2 separate regions of the Pungitius pungitius genome follow, and region 2 is linked to region 1. The links are chromatin contacts, called in public Hi-C maps. All regions are on one chromosome and are shown on one strand. The core of a region is the stretch at or near the end of the contact, and the rest is flanking DNA. Distances in the headings are between cores, read along the strand shown.

Region 1 (6,360 bases), core at 715-3,214:
TTGCTACTGTCCTGTCGATCATGTCTCACGGTTAGTTCTATTCCTGCTTTTTTTGTAACTCCCTCGCTCCATTTTCTATTATATGGTCCTTGCAGGAGCTCGTGAAAGCTGAGTGAGAGTGGGAGACAGAGACAGATGGAACTGGAGGATGTCAAAAATATGTCCGCATGTGGGATGACCATCTTTGTTTCAATCAAACCACCTTTTTATGTACAAACACTGGTTTCATGAACATGTCAAGGTCCATAAAAGGCCAGACATAGCCAAAAAGCATGATTAGGAGAGACAAATGCTGCATGCAGGCTGTTCTAATACTGTTCTTGGCTACAAGTAAAAGGTAGTGTTGCACTTTAATTCATATATAACAGGACCCGTTTGAAACCAGAAGGAACACATAATTGTGATATCTTCTGTACTCAAGTAATGTCACATCTTTAGTTACTTCAACATAGTCTGGTGTGGTTATTTTAACCCAAAACACAATATTTTTTTCTCAACATAACCAAGCACTTTCAAATCCCAGGGGTTTACACAGTTGCAATGATTGCTCGTGTTGCTTCATGTTCATTGGAAAGCTCACAAAAAATAATTGGATAACTTTTGCAAGAGGAAACGTATTGCTCTCGAGAAATTACCTCCTATGAGGGGTTTTAAACACATCCAGAGCTAAATGAAGTCGCTGTGACAACTCACAGCCTACACCCGGCCGAGCAAGGTCACCTTATGAAGTACCATCTACAGTACATCAGGTGATCCATGGTGCTGCTGCAAAAGAGCCCACCACTGCGTTCAGGCGGATGAGTGACATGCTGCGTGCACACAGTATGTTCCTGTCATGTAAAGACCACTGTTGATTGCAACAATACAGCGTGTGACTTCACTGGACTGGAATTCACACAGCACAGCCAGTCGAAACGAGGTGAGCAGCTGTTTTCCCCTGCTAAACCTCTGCATGACACACACCGCGCTGCACCCGGTGCCATATGCCCGTTTACGCACAGCCAGGACCAACCCTGTGTTGTGCGCGTGAGATAGAAAGAGGGGGGAGGTGGGGGGGAGAGACAGAGACAGAGAGAGAGAGAGAGAGGCTGTTCAACACCTAAAAACCACAATCATTTGTTTTTCTATAAAATCCATATCCCGGTAATAAAAATCATACATGCCAGGGTACGCCGATGGGATATTACCCTTTCTTTTGCTAAATTCTCAGTATAAAATCTCCAAAATAAATGGATGAAGCAAGTGTTATCCATTCTGTTCATAACTGCTTTTCGAAGACAAAAATAACTGACTAGTGTGTCATCAAGCATGTTAATCTTGCCTGACAGGTGTTTCACTGTTTTACTTTGTCTCACGCGCGCTGCAAGCAATCAACAGACCAGGCAGTTCTCTGCAGGCACCGAGCCGGTGATCCGTACCTGTCGGTGAGGTGTGACCGTGTTCTGTTAGCCCAGCAGGTGATCCTCGCTCCTCATCACCGATCCGCTATCCGAGACGGAGGAGTGGCTGGCATCGCCTCCCCGGCATCATAACACGGTTACTCCCTCACACCGGCCGCTCTGCTTCAACTGGAGCGGCAAAAGTTACACCATACCCTCCACCCCCGGAGCCGGGCAGGAGAGCAACGAGGCCCCCGGCAGATACGACCCCTCCTGGGTTAAAACCAGCGGTTACTCCGATGCAAGAAAAATAAAAAGAAGAGGTCCCCTGAAAGTTCCGCTCCTTTCCCCCGCTTCTACACAACGACTGAGACCGGAAACTTAGTTATTAAGACATGGCAACATGGAAGAAACATCCAACTTGAAACATCTCCTATCAAACCCTTTTGTTTTTGGATTTTTTTCAACCGCGGAATCCCTCGTTTATCCTCCGGACGAGAAAGAAGCCGAGCGTGACGGGACAGAGGTGCGATGCGGTCGCGGGAGTCGGGCAGACTGTCGCTGCGCTCCCGCCTTGTGCGCCTGGAAAACACGGAGCGCAGCTGCGCCTGTGAAGCGGAGCAGCGCCCCCCAGCGGCCCGAAGAGGCCACCGGCTGAGTGGAGAAGGAGCATGCGATGAATGACAATGACGCGTGTACAGTGATGTGGTCGAACACCGTGCGTGTTGCTGTTGGAGATACGATAATTGTCGTAGATTGGCAGACAAATTGAAAGAGGGTTGAGCTATTACAGCTATTACAGGCCGTCGTGTGTCAGCAGTTGCTCTCTTGGGGATGGAGGCTGGACATTGGGAAAGCCTGAAATGTTTGTGTCACTTCAAGAAGGACAAAACATTTGGATCTCCCACCCCCCCACTCGCCTCTCCCTTCTCCCTCTCGCAGCTGTGTGAAGTTCAAATTAAATTGAACTCACTTCAGCTGAGCTATGGGCCTTTTCCCGGTAGACTAGACCAACAAGAGCAGAAGGGTGATCGACACCATGCCCAACCAAATTGACCCGTGTGTGAGTGTTAGTGTGTGTGTGTGTGTGTGTGTGTGTGTGTGTGTGTGTGTGTGTGTGTGTGTGTGTGTGTGTGTGTGTGTGTGTGTGTGTGTGTGTGTGTGTGTGTGTGTGTGTGTGTGTGTGTGTGAGAGAGTGTGGTCTCAGTCTTCCACTGCTTGGAACAACCTGAGCTGTTCAAGGAAGTTTACTCACAACAAATGACTTTGTCCAGTCTCTGTGACTCTGCAGTCCTTTTGAGGAGGCTCCAGGGTGTAAATGTGTGTGTGACTGTGCAGAGGCGTGTGGGTGTGTGTGTGTGCACACACAAGGTGTATTTGTGTCTCGTCTGTCAGCTAGAGAAACAGGTAATAGCATTTTAGATGTTATCTGTTTCTCCAGCAGACGGACTAGGCCACAGAAACCAGACATTTGAGTTGTAAAACCATGTTGATATTCTCGCTGCGTGTGTGTACAGTAGAGCCTACATGGGAGAAAGCGTGCAAGTGCCTGTGTGTCTGTGAGGCGTGGTCGAAGTGACGGTGTATGGTTGCACACGTGGATGATTCATAGTGAGGCCGTGATTGTGCCCGTGTGCACGCGAGAAGGCTCAATGGCAGTCATACGTGGTTTCACCCAGTGAGCTAATCTGTTACACTGACAAAGCATTCAGATTACTGAACTCTCCTCTTCTTTTCGTCCTCACTCTCGATCCGAACTCTTTTTTTGTTTATTATTCTTTGATTCCTTTGTATTATCATCTTAATATACCAAAACATTCTCCATCTCTCTCTCTCTCTCTCTCTCTCCCTCCTCAAGTGTGACGGGTGAATCATGGATAACCAAGCCTTCCGATCCGTCTTCCACACGGTTCTGGCAGCACAGTTCAAATTCAGGACGTGGATTGCAAGATAACAAACGGAAACACACATGCAGGCGAGATCAATGGGCCACTAACTTGCAACACCTCCAAATCAACCTCATTCCTTTGGGATCTGTGGCATTTGCACACGTCCGTCCTCTCCCCCTCACACGAATACGCACACACATGCACGCACGGCAATTGGTGAACTCTCAATCACACAGGGCGGGATTTAACATGTACCAAACGGAGCGCTTGGTGGATTTCTGTCACAGAATAAATAGTTAATTCCCACAGAGAGAGGAGCTTTACGGACCACATGACAGCCCACGGGAGTCATGTTTTTTGCGTACTGCTAGCACACATACACACAGCTACGTGGGCATGTTAGTGAAGCAGCTCAAAATAATCGTATCACGTATGCTTGTTTCCTTGAATCACTGAAGGGAAATCAGCTCAACAAAAGAACCGAAATGGAGAAATATGCTGGCGGACCATGAGAGAATCCTTAAAGGCAGGAGAAGATGCCACATGGCCTTTCATATAGCAGTCAGAGCTGTTAATGAGTTCAGACAATCCACCACGGAGCAGAGGCCACACTCGAAAACCTCAGAGAGAACATGTAAAAAACAAAACAATATTCCATCATTTCAAAGGTTGTTCCACGAGCCCATCGGTTTCTAAAAAGGTGATTTTTTATAGCTGCTGTATGTACAGCCAAAGGATGAGGAATACGCTACAGCATGTCAGGCATTCAGCTCCACAGGCGACGCTCAACAGAAGGATCACTTCCTTTGGGTTCTTTCATGGGTTTTGGGGCCCTGAGATTACTATAGAATAACATCAAACCTATATCTTTTAAGAAGAAGGCATTTTTCCCCATAGCAAACACCCTTCAACAATAGATTGTCACCTGAACATTTCAGAATAAAGATGAAGGCTTTTTACATGGTATTATGTGTACAAATGTGCATGTGTTTAAAAGCCTCTTATTAGAAAAAACACGTGGCTCCGCGTGCTGTGTGCATCTCTTCATTTTTTGGAATAAACACCCAGAAACACACACTTTGTGTTCCATGTTGCATTGGCAGGCAGTCATACCGGCATTAGCATATGAAAGACGGCACCTGGAAGGTGTAGCTGTCACTGTTGTCGTTTCTTGTTGCTCGATGTGTTATCCATCGAGGAGGGCAGCTCCTCTGTTCTTGCTAACCCTCGGGGCTGTTGCACTCCCTCCCGTCTTTCTGTGTGTCTCCTTCTGACTGTCCCCCGCCCCCTACTCCCTCCCCGTAGAATATCCCCAGAAAGAAAGGACTACACAGGCGCATTGTTTATCATATTCTTTGTCCTTTTTCTTGGTCAAAATTCAAACACATGTTGATTCCATGGAAAACTTAAAGCATCAGAAAAAAAGTATCCCATAAGTATCCACTAAGAGAGGAATCTCTGAGAAATTAATTTATAAACTTGAAATAGATGCATAAGCCATTTCTTTTTATGTAAATTGTGCTTTTTAGAAGAATTTGATGTGCGGCTTTAAAAGAAAGTTGCGGCAGATCACTCATCACAGACCATTAGTGGGGTTGAAAGACAGAGCTGCCCTCGTCAAAGAACACTTCTTTCTCAAATAGCAGCAGGGCGCACCGTAGCATTTGAACTCTCTCCCATCTCCTCTGTTTCTCTCCCTGAAAGATGTAAATGTTCAAACAGACTAATTCCTTCAAAGCCTCGAAGAGCATGAGAGATCAGTCTCTGCCCTCATTGCTAATTGATGGTCTTGCATCGCAGCATGAAAGCTCCAAGAGTCTTGCTCGAGACTCTCATTTGCATCAACTACGCTAGAGTTAGCCGCATTAAGATTACATGACAGACACACCGTACGCTGATCTGCTTCCTGCCACGTTAAATGTCATTTACAGTACACGCAAATGAGCTGAATGATCTCAGTGCCCAAACCGCGAGGTAGGGTAGCCCGCTGTTATTCACGCGGTCAAATTTAATGTTGCTCTCTTTTCCTCACCTTTCTTTGTGACTGGTCAAGCCACAGGTGCATGCTCCTTTCCCCAGCGTGTGCTTTTTCCCCCCCGAGGAGGCCGGCGCGGTGTGCGAACTTCAGACAAGAGAGCAACATGACAGATTGACTGGCATCATTTTCCAGCTGGCATGGCAGCACCTGGAGACCCTCCAGGAAGAGCTGGGAGGATGCTGACTTTAGAAAGGGTTGCCCACGATGCTCCGCTTGCCCCGTTGCCACGGCACCATTCACACGGAAGAGCGGACAGAGGAACGAATGCAGGTGTAGATCCATTTGGTAGTTTTTGTAAAGTTAATCGATCCCCTTTCAAAGCGGCAATTATTTATTCAAGCTTTGACACCATTGTTGTCACATCTTGACATTGAAAAACAAACGAAAATGCCACTTACAATATTCACTCTTTTTTGCCCTGTTTTCCGTCTTTAGCTGCTCAAGTGTCCACTGCGTTCACCTGCTAATCGCTAACTGAGTCTGATATTTGGTGTGTGCAGGTAGTGTTTTTTTGGAAAAGCAGCCCAATGGGCCTGAGTTTTTTAGTTTGCCCTGAAGAGCCGGCCCTCTCACACATTGTTACAGTAAGAATAGTTATATGCAGCTTTCAAGTAACGGTCTGTATCATTTGTTTTGTAAAGCAATTTTCTAGCCACAAAGACGATTATAGTATTGTAGTAGTTGTTGCTCCTAGTTTTAATATAATTGTATGAAATAGATCATTGTTTGGGGTTGGAAGGGGAGGGGCGAGTGAAGGAGTAACTTATTGGTTGCAACACCAACATGTGCCCCTACATTTTAAACATTGTTCCTGTTAACTCACCTTAGATCACTCTGGCTTACTTAGTCCCCTAAAAGTACGATTCGCTACAACACAATTCAACCAATGATGTGATCAACACCCTCCGGTCCTTCTACAGTCGACTTTGACCAGCGTTTGCATTCAGTGCCAAGCACAGAACGAGTGTATTTGGATGCTTTATGCATTTATTTGGCATGGACACAAGAAGATGAGAAACGCTCCCAGGCTTCGGCCCGCGGTTTTGTCACACAC
Region 2 (6,113 bases), core at 876-3,375, 150 kb before region 1:
CATGCTGGAGGACAAATTCGGCATCTGCACTTAGAATTTCTATCAGCTTGGCCTTCTGGCTTCTGAGTAGTTGGATTTCTGCAGCTGGTTCCCCTGCCATGGCGGAATGTCACTAGAAAAATAAAGTAATGATACATTATTTTAATGCAAGTGCAGATCAAATAGGATTTTACTGTAGAAGCAAATCAATTGAATCTATTCAACAGAACCGCCCTGTTACGCCCGGCCTAGGGGAGCCGGAAGTAGCATACACAAGAGTCTCCCCACCTCCCAAATTAAGACCAATGCCGCAGTGTTCTCGTTCAGAAGGGGTATTTATTTCAGTTCGAGGTCATGAACTTCAGGGTGAGCGTGGCCCAAAACAACAAACAAAACAATCTGTGCAGGTCCCCCTACCTTCCCTAGAACACACAAAGAAACAAACCAAATACAAGTGTCTTACCTATCTCCCTACCCGAAAACAGGAGAAAACATGAACAAACAAAAAGACTTCTCACCCCTACCGACCTCCTTGCTAAACCACCCCCACCACCCAAAAGTCCACGAGGTGCAGCATGGCCCGGTTGGAAGCTGGAGAGACAGGCAAAAGAAGAGACCGGGCTGGCTCTCACAGGATCCCTCTTATACACACAAGTCCAATCAACTGCAAAGAAGAACAGACACAGAGCAAGGCAACATATAACAGCAACCCTCTCAGGCAGGGAGGTGAGCTGCACTTTATTACGACACTCTGGGTCATAACACGCCCTTAGTCCTAGAAACAGCGAGATCCTCCTTGTGGCAATGGCAACTGAGTGGCAACTAAGTGGCACGTCAGTGGCAAAACAAGGCAAGCGAGTGGCAATTGCCAGTAACTCAGTGGCAAGTCCGGAGCGAGCGTCTCAGCGGCACGCTGAGTGGGCGGAGCCAAGTTTTCCTAGAAAACGGCCGTTGACGTTTTTATTTTTTATTAATTTGCCACTCAGTTGCCGTTGCTTGCCAGTGCCACGAGGAGGATCTCGGCCCTGCTGCTTAGTCTGTAGTCAGGTATTCAGGTTCCCACAATGGAGCACGTGGTGTACTTATCTAAGCAAAGAAACCACCTCAGTGAAATGAATGATTATTATTGAAAAGGGGCAGAGTGTATCTGGTCAATTTAACAGAAAGTTAAGGTGTGAAACTCATGTCAAACTCATTTTTTATATGCAAAAGTTCTTTTGCAAAAGCATATAACGGGGGACTTAAACATAGTTGAAAACAAGACCATGCAAACCTAGCTCCGCTGGATGCAGCAAGATTGTCTGCCAGAAACGTGAACATGAAACGTTGTGTGGTTTTATCGCGTCTTGGTCATTACGGAGCATATTAAGAACTCGGTGGAGCGAGCTGCATTGACGACAACTCGGGAAATACGGAACAAACCCCGTCCCGTATTATTCTCAAATACGGATACGAGACGATTCCGTATTTAAAGTGACGGGTGGCAACCTTATGTCCACTATACCGCCCCCCCCCCTTGTTGTTGATACGTTTACACTACCTAAACTGTCTGTTCTATGTAAGTAACCGTGGTGATGATAGATGACGATAGATGATACAAACGACACGTTATGCATGTCAACACAATATTACCCGGGTTGTGAAACTACATTTCAACAGCCGCGAGGTGCCATTATTCCCGCGTCCGGACTTCCTGGTTTGCCGCCCGCTGCGCGAGCTCCGCGCGCAAAGCTTGTGGTGACACCAGACGCGCGTCACACTCCCTCTCACCAACTCTCTCACTAACTACACGTAGTCACATTTAGACCCTTACCGCGCAGTAACAGCTGGAGTGAGGCGCCTTTCGCGAACCGTTTCTCTGTACCTGCCCGAGTGCTTCCGCTGCTTTCTCTTTGTCTGTTTCCTGCAGCCGGGTGAATGGCACCGTGCTTCCATCCAGCCGATGAAGAATTGGGGACATCTGGTGGAATGGATCACACTGTGCACACGGCACCGAGAAAGGCCCTCACACACTTTTCATTTCAGGACAAAAATAATACATTTAATATAGATAACACTGTTTTTGGTTACATAACAGAGGCCACCTCACCTGACACGTAAGTAAACGAACTAATAAGAAAATAACTATTAAAAACAAATCACGGAAAAAGTAAAAATATGAAATGGATAAATGATATGTGGCATTCAAATGTTATACAAAATATATACAATTTGTGTTGCAGAGAAGTATTTTAGTTCAACTAACTACACTGTAAATATATGTATAGGTTAAATATCTATCTATCTATCTATCTATCTATCTATCTATCTATCTATCTATCTATCTATCTATCTATCTATCTATCTATCTATCTATCTATCTATCTATCTATCTATCTATCTATCTATGGTTAATGTTGTTTATTTGGAATGAAATCAAATTCCCTTTTGTTGTTGTTAATACTGATTTAAACATGTAACTTTCTGGGTGCTGAAGATCAGTATTTAATGTTCATCTGTTGTTGATCATACCCTGTAAGTAGAATGCTGTCGACTAAAACAAAAAAGACCCATTTGATTAATTTGTTTGAGCAGAAGAAAAAAAAATGTCCTTGCCTATTAGAGATTGTCCAATGCTATGTGATGAAAGACGTGAGTTTTTTTTTTTTAAACAAATATACTCTGCACGTATATTTGCTGTTAACCGACTGTGGATGTGAACCCCAACTCTCCGGGTCAATGGAGCAGCAGTGCAGGGAAATTCACGGAATGACTATGAAACAGATGTGTGCGCGTTTACTGGGACATGCACGTTGATGTGAATGATGAAGGACACACACAGCACATCCGGGTTTATTGTAACATTTCATCCCAAGGCCTCTGACTGTTACCGGGACGACAATTATCAGTCACCACCGGTCACACGTGGGCTTAGCGTGTTTATTCAGCTTCAGTTCTGGGAAATGAGAAATCAATATCGTATTCCTGGACAGATATTTGCTTTGAGTGAGAGGAAAAGCCTCTCAAGCTCATTTCATCCACACACTGTATACACTCTGAGTCACTGTGTGTATTAGTTGCCTGAATAAATTCAGTTTTCTCTCTGCCTACAGTGGGTAGACGGACTAGAGAGAACCATCATTTATTCTTATTGTTTATTCCAACCACCCAGGTGACACTGTTAAGGAGGAATGCACCATCCATCCTTTATGACACTCCGGTGATCTACTGGCCGAAGAAAACACATGTGTTGACGCTGTGGAGCTTTCAACTCCAAATGATGTATAATGTGCCTTTGAAATATGCATTTAGTCCTTCTGCATTTAGTCACTACAGCACTACAATAGTGCAGCATGTTCTGTGAAAATGAACTTACTCTGCCACTGATCAAGTGCAATACCACTCACACCATTGTGCTTTTCAAGTGGTAAACTCCATTTGTATGTGCATGCTAGTGCTGGATGATATAATAGCTTGGACACTCCACAGTGCTGATGGAGTGTAATGCTGTTTCCTGATGAGTGGCTCTGGATCTATTCTACAGACCTCTGCACCTGGAAAATTGTATACAAAACGTGTACATAACTCAGGAGTAACCCAGCGCAGCAGCTTATCCCTCCATGTCTTAACTGAGAAATTGGATTTACATGTAAAGTAACAGAAAAGGTAAATCGCTCTTATTCGCCACTCCGAACCTCGAGGGACAAAATAGACTTGGTTCTACTTTTGTCTCGGCACCTTAACAATACACCTGTATGGACTTTTATGTGGATACAAAGAAGAACACCGTGCACATGAATGGACCTCTTTTACAAGATAAGAGAGACTCTTATCCCGTTATATGCTCCTTGGTTATATGTCCTTGCCAATTAGAGATTGTCCAAGGCTATGTGATGAAATACATGAGTTTTTTTCCTTCTTTTTAACAAATATACTCTCCCTTGTAGTACGTGCACGTATATTTGCTGTAAACCGACTGTGGATGTGAACCCCAACTCTCCGGGTCAATGGAGCAGCAGCGCAGGGACGACCATGCATTTGAGTGACTCTGACATGGCTGTTTGTTTTACATGCATTATATATGAAGGACCAGAGTGAAAGGAGGAAAGAGCATGAGGGGAAGGGCAGCAGAGCAGAGAGAGGCCGGCACTGTCAGGAGAGACACTGGGAGGGCAAAGGGAAGCGGCTATTTACAGTGGAGTGGAGGTGCACTGCGGGGGGGGGGCTTCAGTTTGCTGCACTGGAAGCTACATTTTGGACTTAGATGGAAGACAAAGAGCAAAGTACAACGATAAAAAAGAGGTATCCGTAAGGCTCAATTCACAGCGCCTGAGTAATTCCATCTAAGATTATACTATCCAATTGAAGTTGTAACGTGTATAAATATATAGTATATGACGCTTTTGCTCATTATGGGAAGGAAACAGTTTGCAGAGGACTTATAGGTTGAGCCTGCAATATAATTGACTGGTCCATTACCGCTGGTAGGAATATAAATAATGTTTGTGTGTGTGTGTGTGTGTGTGAATGTGCTTTTTGTTGGAAAAACAGAGTCTGACTGAAAGAGACATTCTCTGCATTAAAGAGCAGAGCAGCTGCTGGTGAAAAGGGATGAATGCAGAAGAAAAAGGAAGACCTTACCTGTGTGTGTGTGTGTGTGTGTTTTGGCAGTTGTGAGGTAAGCAGGCAGACTGTGTGAGACCATCACAGATTCACAGTTGAAGTGAAAAGACAAAAGTTGTGGGTGTGTGAAATCATCATGTCGTACCTGCTGCAATTCAACAGCGTGGCCGGTCCATGTCGCGTCGAGACCATTTTTAGAGGATTCACCGTCATCATTCAAATCTCTGCAACAGGGGGGAATCGGGATGATCGCAAACGGACAAAGAGAGCGTTGGAGAGGAGAGAGCAGACTGCAGCACGAGTCAACCCCTAGAGGGAGCTCCTATCATTCTAAAGTGCTCTCAGCTCGGTCCCTCTCTCAGCTCCTCATACGTTTCATAACTTCAGCCATAAAGTTTATACCTGCCTCAACCAAACAGAATCTCTAGTCTTTTTTGGACGTGAGACAACTACGTCAACACTCCAGAAAGCCCTCCCTTTGCTGGCTTTGGGACTTCTGGACCGTTCTAAGCTCTGTGGCCTCTGCGTGTGAGCTAAAGGGACTTAATCTGAAAGTTTCAAAGTTGAAGGTTTTCTGGGGACATCACACCTACTCGTTTGAATCGAGCGAGGGCCGTGTGTTACACCGGCTGAACACCAACGGACATCTCCTAATGCATTTATGGCCCTTGTGGATTTGCACCAACATGAACAATAATGGTTCAAATTTAGGAAAAACATTTTGAGACTGTCTTCCCACAGCTGTTCTTTTCTAATGGGACATTTTGGTAAACAACTGTTACACAAGTCGATGGTGACATCATCTTTTTTAACAGTTATACCAAATTACAACTAATCCCTCTATAATCCCTTCTTTCTCTCGGGTTGCCCGTCAGTTTACAGCTCATTGCATCAAGAGCATTATCCCACACATCTATATTGTGAATGGTGGTTATGCATGCATGGCTTTAGCAAAGGGGAGAGAATATAAGGAAAACGATCACAGAACTATTCATTTTATTTGTAGATGAAATGTTCTCATAAAACATTTTGCAAGCAAAATGCAGGGAATAGTTATATGTGATAAGAGCTATTATTGAATCAACTGCATGCATTTCCTTCAACTTCTTCTTATTCCGTCAAGCGGATATGACAATAATACGTATTTATAATATATTCCATTACCCTAAAATGAAAGATTACTATGAACTTCATCGATCTGATCAATTCAGGAAAAGCAGTTAGGTTGATGACCAATCACATCACAGGGATAAAAATGATATCATCAAACTAGTTGTCTTTGGATCTTTCCAGTTGTATCCACCACCATTGCCTTCAGACCCTCATTTCTCGAGCACTTAAAATAACCAAAAGTCTCCATCAGTCCTGGAAACAGCTGATTTTGACAAGGGTTAAAAAAAAAGTATGTGGGATATATTTTGGGTCTGTTTCTCGCTTATGCTTATTTATCAAATATAATCAAAACACGAGAAGACAGGGGAGATGACTTTGAGACTCAGTGATGTGTGTGTGTGTGTGTGTGTGTGTGTGCT

What was found. Hi-C and Micro-C count contacts between places; a contact is called where the count stands out from the background.
Region 2: a contact with region 1 is called in a Hi-C map of muscle, with 8 times the contacts expected there. The contact joins the promoter of zgc:174906 here to the promoter of LOC119223225 in region 1. A contact is called at or near these places in 2 of 2 Hi-C or Micro-C datasets (both in muscle).

What each region holds. Positions count from the first base shown.
Region 1 is chr1:30,986,894-30,993,253 of fPunPun2.1, reverse strand. It overlaps LOC119223225 (chemokine-like protein TAFA-2), which reads right to left and starts at 1,964. Exons shown (of 5, transcript XM_037480403.2): 1 at 1,419-1,964.
Region 2 is chr1:31,140,300-31,146,412 of fPunPun2.1, reverse strand. It overlaps zgc:174906, which reads right to left and starts at 2,125. Exons shown (of 3, transcript XM_062564920.1): 1 at 1,844-2,125; 2 at 1-112. The coding sequence starts at 100.